3 separate regions of the Mus musculus genome follow, and regions 1 and 2 are each linked to region 3. The links are chromatin contacts, called in public HiChIP or PLAC-seq and promoter capture Hi-C maps. All regions are on one chromosome and are shown on one strand. The core of a region is the stretch at or near the end of the contact, and the rest is flanking DNA. Distances in the headings are between cores, read along the strand shown.

Evidence for each region. Promoter capture Hi-C pulls out the DNA fragments that hold promoters and counts their contacts. HiChIP or PLAC-seq counts read pairs in DNA pulled down with a chosen protein or histone mark.
Region 1: a contact with region 3 is called in a promoter capture Hi-C map of the HPC-7 cell line. The contact joins the promoter of Pigm here to the promoter of Cd84 in region 3. A contact is called at or near these places in 3 of 39 promoter capture datasets (the C10 cell line, the HPC-7 cell line and hippocampal neurons) and 2 of 115 datasets of contacts at active chromatin or transcription factors (bone marrow-derived macrophages and memory CD8 T cells).
Region 2: a contact with region 3 is called in an H3K27ac HiChIP or PLAC-seq map of microglia, with 4 times the contacts expected there. The contact joins the promoter of Ndufs2 here to the promoter of Cd84 in region 3. A contact is called at or near these places in 1 of 115 datasets of contacts at active chromatin or transcription factors (microglia) and 1 of 9 other capture datasets (pancreatic islet).

Annotation. Positions count from the first base shown.
Region 1 is chr1:172,375,220-172,377,919 of GRCm38.p6, reverse strand. It overlaps Pigm (phosphatidylinositol glycan anchor biosynthesis, class M), which reads right to left and starts at 1,389. Exons shown (of 1, transcript NM_026234.4): 1 at 1-1,389. The coding sequence starts at 1,221.
Region 2 is chr1:171,245,848-171,248,581 of GRCm38.p6, reverse strand. Ndufs2 (NADH:ubiquinone oxidoreductase core subunit S2) reads left to right here and starts at 1,460. Exons shown (of 13, transcript NM_153064.5): 1 at 1,460-1,588; 2 at 2,385-2,491. The coding sequence starts at 1,494.
Region 3 is chr1:171,838,214-171,840,957 of GRCm38.p6, reverse strand. It overlaps Cd84 (CD84 antigen), which reads right to left and starts at 1,261. Exons shown (of 9, transcript NM_013489.3): 1 at 1,160-1,261; 2 at 255-378. The coding sequence starts at 300.

The sequences.
Region 1 (2,700 bases), core at 140-2,639, 540 kb before region 3:
AATCTGAATCAGTATGGAACAGTTGATCAGAAGGAAGAACAAACCGGCTAACCAAATAAACAGGAAGGTGTTCTTTCCTTGAAACTCTAGAACATATGCAGGAGCCAGCCATAAGGCCTGTCCTATGAACCAGAACAGTAAGAGGACTACGGCTCTTTTCCAAGGCATCCTCACCAGTGGCATCACCAGAGGCAGAAGGCAGAGATACCAAAGAAAGTACTGAGAGGTGCAGACTTTGTTAAAAGTCACAAAAATGGACGTATGAAGGAAACAGCAGAAGACAAGGTCTCTGTAGTAGGCGAAAGATGCGGCTGACAGCAAGATGAACTGTGGCAGGAACGCCGCAATCCCCAGAGTAAAACTCCACTTGCTCTCGGCAGTCAAATACAGCATATAGAAGTACGGAGAGAAATTATGGCGGATATCCCTCCTAGTTAGGTGATAAAAGTAGGTGTGCTCCAAAAACTCCCAACCGTACTTATAGTAAAAACCGAAGCTCAGGGCAACAAACGTGAGCCCTGCAACTGCTACGAAAAGCAGCACTGCCCAGCTACACAGCCTCCTCAGGAAGTCGTACAAACGAGCCTGGAAAGAGAACCGGGCTTGCCGGAGACGCTCGTCATCGTCGCGCTCGGGCCGCAGATGGAGCGCTATGGGGAGGATGTAGGTCACCGGGTACATCTTCATGTGCACCGCGAAGCCATAGAACACCGCGGCGCACGCGATGAGCCGTTTCTCTATGAAGTACAGGGTCGAGAGAACCAGGGAGGCGACGATGGAGTCCGCGTTGCCCCGGCTGGACACCGCCATGGGCAAAGGGTTGAGAAGCCAGAAGACGCAGTAGCCACAGGCTTGGCGGCGCCCCAGCCCCTTGAGCAGCAGCAGGCGGTACAGGAGGAAGGCGGTGAGGAGATCGCAGCTGATGAAGAGAAACTTGCCGAAGAGTTCGCTGAGGTAGACGTTGGGGGTGAGGAGCCAGCTCAGGAGCGGGGTGTAGCGGTAGGTCGCCCGCAGGTACGGGGAGCGCCCTTCCGTGACGAAGCGCGCGGCGTCCGTGAACACGTGGTAGTCTATGTCGGTGTACCTCACCAGCAGAGTCCGGTCCTGGAAGACACCGTAGAAAACCAGGGCGACCCGGGCCAGGAAGGCCACGCCGAACACCCCGGCGGGCGGCACCCGAAAGTTCAGGATCCATTCCCCCCAGTGCATGGGGTAGCTCATGGTCCGAGTGCGGGCCACCCGCCCGGCCCGGCCCGGCCCCGGGTCCACACTGCGCCCCTCTCGCTAACCGTCCTCGGGCTGACGCCTCTCAGCCGCCGGGAGCATCTCCTCTGCTACAGCACCGACAGGAAGAACCGAGGAATGATCACTTCCGGCACCCCAAGTCCCGCCCCCACGGTACTTCCGGCCTCCAGCCCCGCGCGGGCTCTCAGCTGTCTCCGCGGAACGATTGCCTTCCTCGGGATTGGCTGTCTAGCGTCCGCAGCTTCCTCCGGCGAAGGCGGGATTTCCGGTCCCTTATTGGCGACGCTTCCGCTGTCCGGAAATCCCGGAGTGGCTGAGATGTCGTGGACCTGGGACCTGGGTGAACTTTGTTTTTAGTAACCAGAGCTTCCGCGTTCCCAGCTCAGATCTACGGAGGAGGACGCTGAACACAGTGAGCTGCTACCTGCTGCTACTTACATCCCGCCCAACTGGCTTGGAGGACTGAGAGTGGGAAATACAGATGGAAAGAATAAGCCTAAAATAAAATAGTCTTTTTACCCTGATAAGAAGGTTCCTCCTACCGAAATACGTCTAGATTGTCTCCCCTGGAGTACTGTCAACTCCGTTCTTTTCAAGAACTCTTCAACTAGGTCAAAATCGGCCGTCAACCCACTCCGTTCACCCTACCACTATTAGTTTCTTGCCAAAGACTCCAACTCTTTCATTCTTTTCCTGATTTCTTACTGCACTTATAATTGACTTTTTAAAACTTCATACTCTTTTTTTTTTTTTTTTCTGGTTTTTCGAGACAGGATTTCTCTGTATAGTCCTGGCTGTCTTGGAACTCACTCTGTAGACCAGGCTGGCCTCGAACTCAGAAATTCGCCTGCCTCTGCCTCCCAAGTGGTGGGATTAAAGGCGTGCGCCACCACGCCGGGCCAAGAACTTCATACTTTATTTTACAATGTTTTCAGTTTCAAGTAAATTGTTCGTGAGAGTAGAAAGTATTTCTTTATTTCTTTGTACTTTCTTGTAATGTATTACAGTCTCAGACGCATGGTAACTGACGCAGACTGCCTTGATCTTACAAACTGAGCCTGCCCCTAGGGAATGTCTTCTAGATTACCATAGAAGTGGCTCCATTCGGCCTAGACATCTCTCATCCTACACTTCACATTTATCCTTTGAGTGAGCCGTATTAACCTCTAGTCATAGTCTGGTATGTCTGTGCTTTGATGTAATTACATGGTGTAGATTAATAACTACCTCTATTGGTTTTTTACTATGCATTGCCCATAATATACTGTGATAACACATTACCATTCAAATAACCTTATAACTAAATTGTAGGGTTCTTGAGAGTAGAAAGTATGTATTTCTTTGTACTTCCTTGCATTACAGTTGCAGGCACATGGTAACTGACACAGACTGTCTGGCTTGATCTTAGAAGTCGAGCCTGTCAAGAGTTATTTGAATGATACTGTGTTATCACAG
Region 2 (2,734 bases), core at 211-2,710, 590 kb after region 3:
TAAGCAGTGAAAGACAAAGGGCCACAGAGTGGCAGCTACAGCACGTGGGGAGGGGGGTGCTGGCAGAAGGAGAAGGCACAAAAGATGCAGTGTCCTAGGTAGCCCCCCAAGAGTTCTCATCCCAGTTCCTGCTTGAACTACCCCCAGGGCTAAGCAAGCTAGAGTCTGTCTTGACTTCACATAGGATGGATTAACACAAAAATGAGGAACCCCCCCTCCCATCATCACCACATTTTGTGTTTAAACTATATCTCAGGAAGAAAGGCCCAGAAAAGGAGAGGTGGCTGTAGAGGGTAAGGGGACCAAGCCTCTGCCTTGACTTTCTGGGGACCACCTTGTCTACACCAGGTCTTGGTCAGTTCCCACAGCCAACGGATCTCTGGCCCCACCCTTTGGTATGCTTCCCATTAGGTCAATTTTTAGCCTAGAAATCTGGCTTTCTCCTCTTCCTCTGCAACAAAGAATGCTCGGTGCCACTCCCCTGGTCTGTCTGCTCCACCCAGCTGCACCGCTGGTGGCCTATGTCCCAGGGACCCTGTCTGGGGGAGATGTGGAGGAGGTCTCTTTCCAATGAGAAAATTGGAGAACCTCAAAGAGTGGGTGGCCCAGCTGGAGCCGGGCTTGGAGACAAAAAGACAAAAATCAGTCTCCAGGGCAGGAAAACTCTTTGTCCATACAAAATTAGGCTCAGAGTCCTGGAATTATTACATGTCTATGTTATTAGATACGTCTGAGGAAGACTGTGGCACGTAAGACCGTCCAGGATGGAGGCGGGTTACTAGGTATTGCTAAGGGTGCTCCCTGAGTCTGTGACTTGGGCATCGCAGGGATTGAAGAGTCACTGTCAGAGCATTTCCCCTCCCATTTGTAAATTGCTGCTTCCTTATCTTTGCACCAAGTGCCCCCTTGCTCCACCACCGCTCGTGGCCTTGGCTGTGAATTCCCGTTTGTTGTGACTTGCCCATCTGCACTTGAGTCCCTTCACACAAGCCCGTTTCCGGACCTCTGGAAATGAACACTTTTGGATTTCGTAGTAAAGAGATAGTCATCAAAACTTGGGGGCTTCTGTCGGAAAGCAGGACTACCGCAGGAGACTGACCAAGATGGTAAGATAGTCAAGGAACGCCCATACAGAGAGTGCGTAGGGGACCTAGAGGGAGCGCAGTTTCTAAGGAAAGTTCGAGTGCAGAGCGTGGACCTAGCGGGAAGTGCTGGATTCTGCGCGAAGTTGCCTCAGGAGAGAGCAGTAAATCTCTCACGCCCAGAGAAGCCGTGGGAGGGACGCCCTTACTAAAGATGACGGCAGTCGTCGTTATTGAAACGCAAGTGAAGCTGAGAAGCGGAATCCGGATGTTGTTCCGTTCGCAATTGACCTCCCTGCCAGCTTCCAAGATGGGGACTCCGTTGTGGCGATAAGAAGGGAAGCCCACCAGGGGGCGCGCGGGAGCGACTTCCGCCCGGCTCTCCTTCCTACAGTCTGCAGCCCGGTAAAGATGGCGGCCCTGAGGGCGCTGCGCTGCCTCCGTGGGGTCGGAGCCCCGGTGCTGCGGCCCGGGTCTGGGATCCGCTTGCCAAGTCAGCCCAGCAGGTGAGGAGGAGGCGGTCCCTACATGCGGTCTCTGCAGAACTGCAATGTCTCCACTCTGAGGACATTTCAAGGGCTCTGTGACCCCTGAGGAGAGAATGACCCAGGCCTGTAACCCTCCTCACGCAGACCAGATTTCTTCCTAGGTTCCTAGGTGCAGCCAGCCTCCTGTGGCAAAGGATGGGAAATAAGGGAGATGAATTTTTATTTTTTTGTCAGAAGCGAAATATGTGGGATGAAATATCCTACCCTTCAGATGAATGGCTAGAGAGTACCTCCCATATCCGAAGGAGACCCCCTCTTCTCTGAGCCCTCTTTCCCCAGTTCCCTCTTTTTTGCTCGCCTATGCTCTTTCCCTCTCTCCTCCCGCCTTCCATACTCCCTGTCTCTTAGTAATCTTAGGTTTACCATGCATACATGATGTTCTCAACATTCATATTCAGGAAGCAGCTTCGACCCCAGCTTTGTATGTCCCAGATATATGTGTCAGTGACTTGGCATTGAAGAACACAGCTCTGCCATTCAGGCCATCCTTCTTCGGGCTCACATAAGAGTGGATAGGATGTTTCGGAATATATATGTATATACAAATATATGTATGCCTGCAATAACAACTAGTGAAAAAAAAGCCATGACTTTGAAGGAGAGTGGGGAGGGGCATATGGGGGGCTGGACGGGAAGGGAGAAATGTTGTGATTCCATTATAATCTCCAAAACGTGTTTTGAGAAGTGACTTGGAACAGAAGAACCACACATACTGCTCATGCCCCGTGTATAGAATCTATCTTTAATTCCCCAGAGGTGCTCGGCAGTGGCAGCCAGATATTGAATGGGCAGAGCAGTTTTCGGGAGCTGTCATGTACCCCTCCAAGGAAACAGCCCACTGGAAACCTCCTCCTTGGAATGGTGAGTGCTAAGAGCTGCTGTTTCAAGTTGTCAGAAATCTTTGCTGATGTTTTTTGTTTGTTTGTTTTTTAATTCAACATTTCTCTGTGTAGCCTTGGGAGTCCTGAAACTCACTCTGTAGACCAGGCTGTCCTCGAACTCAGAAATCCACCTGCCTTTGCCTCCCAAATGCTGGAATCAAAGGCCTGCGCCACCGCTGCCTGGCTAGTGTAGCAAGCGGGTCTGCTATTTTGTGGCTTCTCC
Region 3 (2,744 bases), core at 12-2,511:
GGAGGGACCAGGAGTTGAAGGCATAGGTAGGAAAGGGGACAGAAAGTGAAAGAAGACTGGTTTAATGTGATGAAGCACATTGCTTGGGTCTTAAGGTCTCACTCTAGTTCAGTAGGTTGAGTGTAATATGAACAGAAAGCCCAGGAAATTCTGCTGAAACGAGATCAAAGGGACACGTCCCTGCCCTCCCATGTGTATTTTCTAAAAAGTTATGACATAGTAGGACTTCAATACTAACAAGGTTCAGAACTCACAGGTTTGTAGGCAAAGGAACCAGATCCACAGATGGCGCTGGGCCATGTCCAGTCAGACTCCAGTCTTCTGAGGAAAAATAACTGGTGTGGTAGCTGCTTTCACTTCAGTGTGGTGTTTCCGGAGCTGGAGGGAGGAAGTGTGAGCTGATTAAGATGTGTTACTTCTTAACCTACTTACTAGTGTTTTCCATTATACAACAGCAGTGCATATTCATTATTAATTATCCAACAAATATTTATTAAGTGCCTACTATGTGCCAGACATATCATGGATGTTGATCAGTAGCTATAAAGTAATGAGTTCCCTTTGTGGAGTTTATATTCTTTATAGAGGGATTGATAATTATACAGGAAATTTCAGTAAATGGTGATATATGCTGCAGCAGGAAGAAATGCAGGGTGGAGGCATCTACTCCAGGCTAGGGTAAGTTAGGGAGATTTCTGAAAGGAATTGACAATGTAGCTGAGACAAATATGAAGAATGAACTAGTATTTTTAGGCAAGGGGTTAATTGTATTTTGAATCACAAGAATAAGCCATAGTCTTTGAGTTCAGTGTCTCCATGTTTGCATCCATTGCCTCCTGCCCACTGGCCCTATAAAGTCAGCATCTGTGATCTGGAGATTGCTGTATCTCTCCCACTGACCCACCATCACCTAGTTACATTAACTCCCCCACTCACGTCATGAATCAGCACCAATTGTCTCTACACCTGCCTCGCATGGACCCCTTAGTGAGACAAGCGCAGCTAAGCTGAGCACCCCAAGACCCACTCTGCACTCTCAGTGCAAGTATGTCAGATTCCAAAAGGCAGACACACATTTCCAGATAGCAAGCCAAAGATAGAGCCCTCAATGGATCTGAAGTCAGACCCAGAGGCAAACTAGATCCAGAGGACCCCTTCCCAGAGCATAACATCAGATTCTGGTCCAGAGCTGGTCCAGAAAGGTGTTCACCATCAGACAGAAAAGGAAGAAGTGGTCAGTCACAGAGGAACTCCAAGCACTGAGACGGGTTTGTGGAACCAGAAAAGGAACACGGGAGACACCACAAACCATCCAGCAGTAAATGAGCCGATTCCTGGTCATGACTGGTGCTGAAGATGATACCCTGCTCTCAGAGGAGGACTAGAGACACAGACCTTAGTAGTCCAAGCACAGAGAGAAATGACACCTCAACTGTACCATAACCCTCTGGAACATTGCAAATACTCAAGGAAACAAGAAAATTGACTCAAGAGAAACTGACCTTGACACCTGAGCTGAGAGCTCCACTTTAAAATCACATATTACACACAGACACACACACACAGACACAGCACACCCAGAGACACACACAGACACACAGACAGACACACATACCACACACACACAGAGACACACAGGCACACACACACAGAGACACACACAGGCACACGTATACAGAGACACACACAGACACACATACACAGACAGACACACACAACAAAAAAAGTAACAGGGATGGAAGACATAGTAAGGGACTGAGATATTAGGTCAAAGACAGTGACTGGTTTAATATAAGTGTGTAAAATGTGTGATATACTTAGGACAACATGGAAAGAGCAAATTTGTGAATTATGGAGTAAAAGAAGTTGAATTGCATGCTAAAGGTGTAAAAAATATTTTCCACAAAACCATAGTAAAAATAGTTCCACATTTAGGGAAATAGTGAAATGTACACAGAACACCAAATAGGCATGAATCGACAGATACACACACACCACACACAGAGTCACACACAGACATACACAGAGACACACACACAGACACACATAGACACACACACAGACACTCAGACACAGACACACAAATACAAACTAAAATAACTTGTATTGGAGAGATGGCTCAGTGGTTAGCACTGCTCCCACTTTCAGAGGACCTGGTTTTGATTCTCAGCACCTATAACTGTCTGTAACTCTCATTTCAGGGGATCAAACACTGTCTTCTGATCTCAGAAGGCACTGCACACATGTGGTGCACAGACATACATACAAACAATCATACCTTTAAAACAAAAAGTAACCAAACCTGTCTCTTCCTTAAACTACACTCCCCGGAGTAGCAACTCTTAATGGACGTGACTTAGACATAAACTTCCATAGAGTGATTATGAATATATTCTCACTTCTTGACATGTTCAAAGATATGAAGGCCCGCTTAAAGAAATGAAAGTAGACATGAATAAAAGTTTAATAATGATATAGGAAGCTAATTGTTAGATATGAAAGTGGAATTAAATAAAGAAATGGAAATATGAAAGAAAAATCAAACTGAATTGATGCTGAAAATGAAAAGCTTAAGAAAAATAAATATGCAGTGTAAGGCCTCTGCAACTAAATGTGTTGTACTGGCTAGTTTTGTGTCAACTTGACACAGCTGGAATTATCACAGAGAAAGGAGCTTTGGTTGGGGAAATGCCTCCATGAGATCCAACTGTAATGCATTTTCTCAATTAGTGATCAAGGGGGAA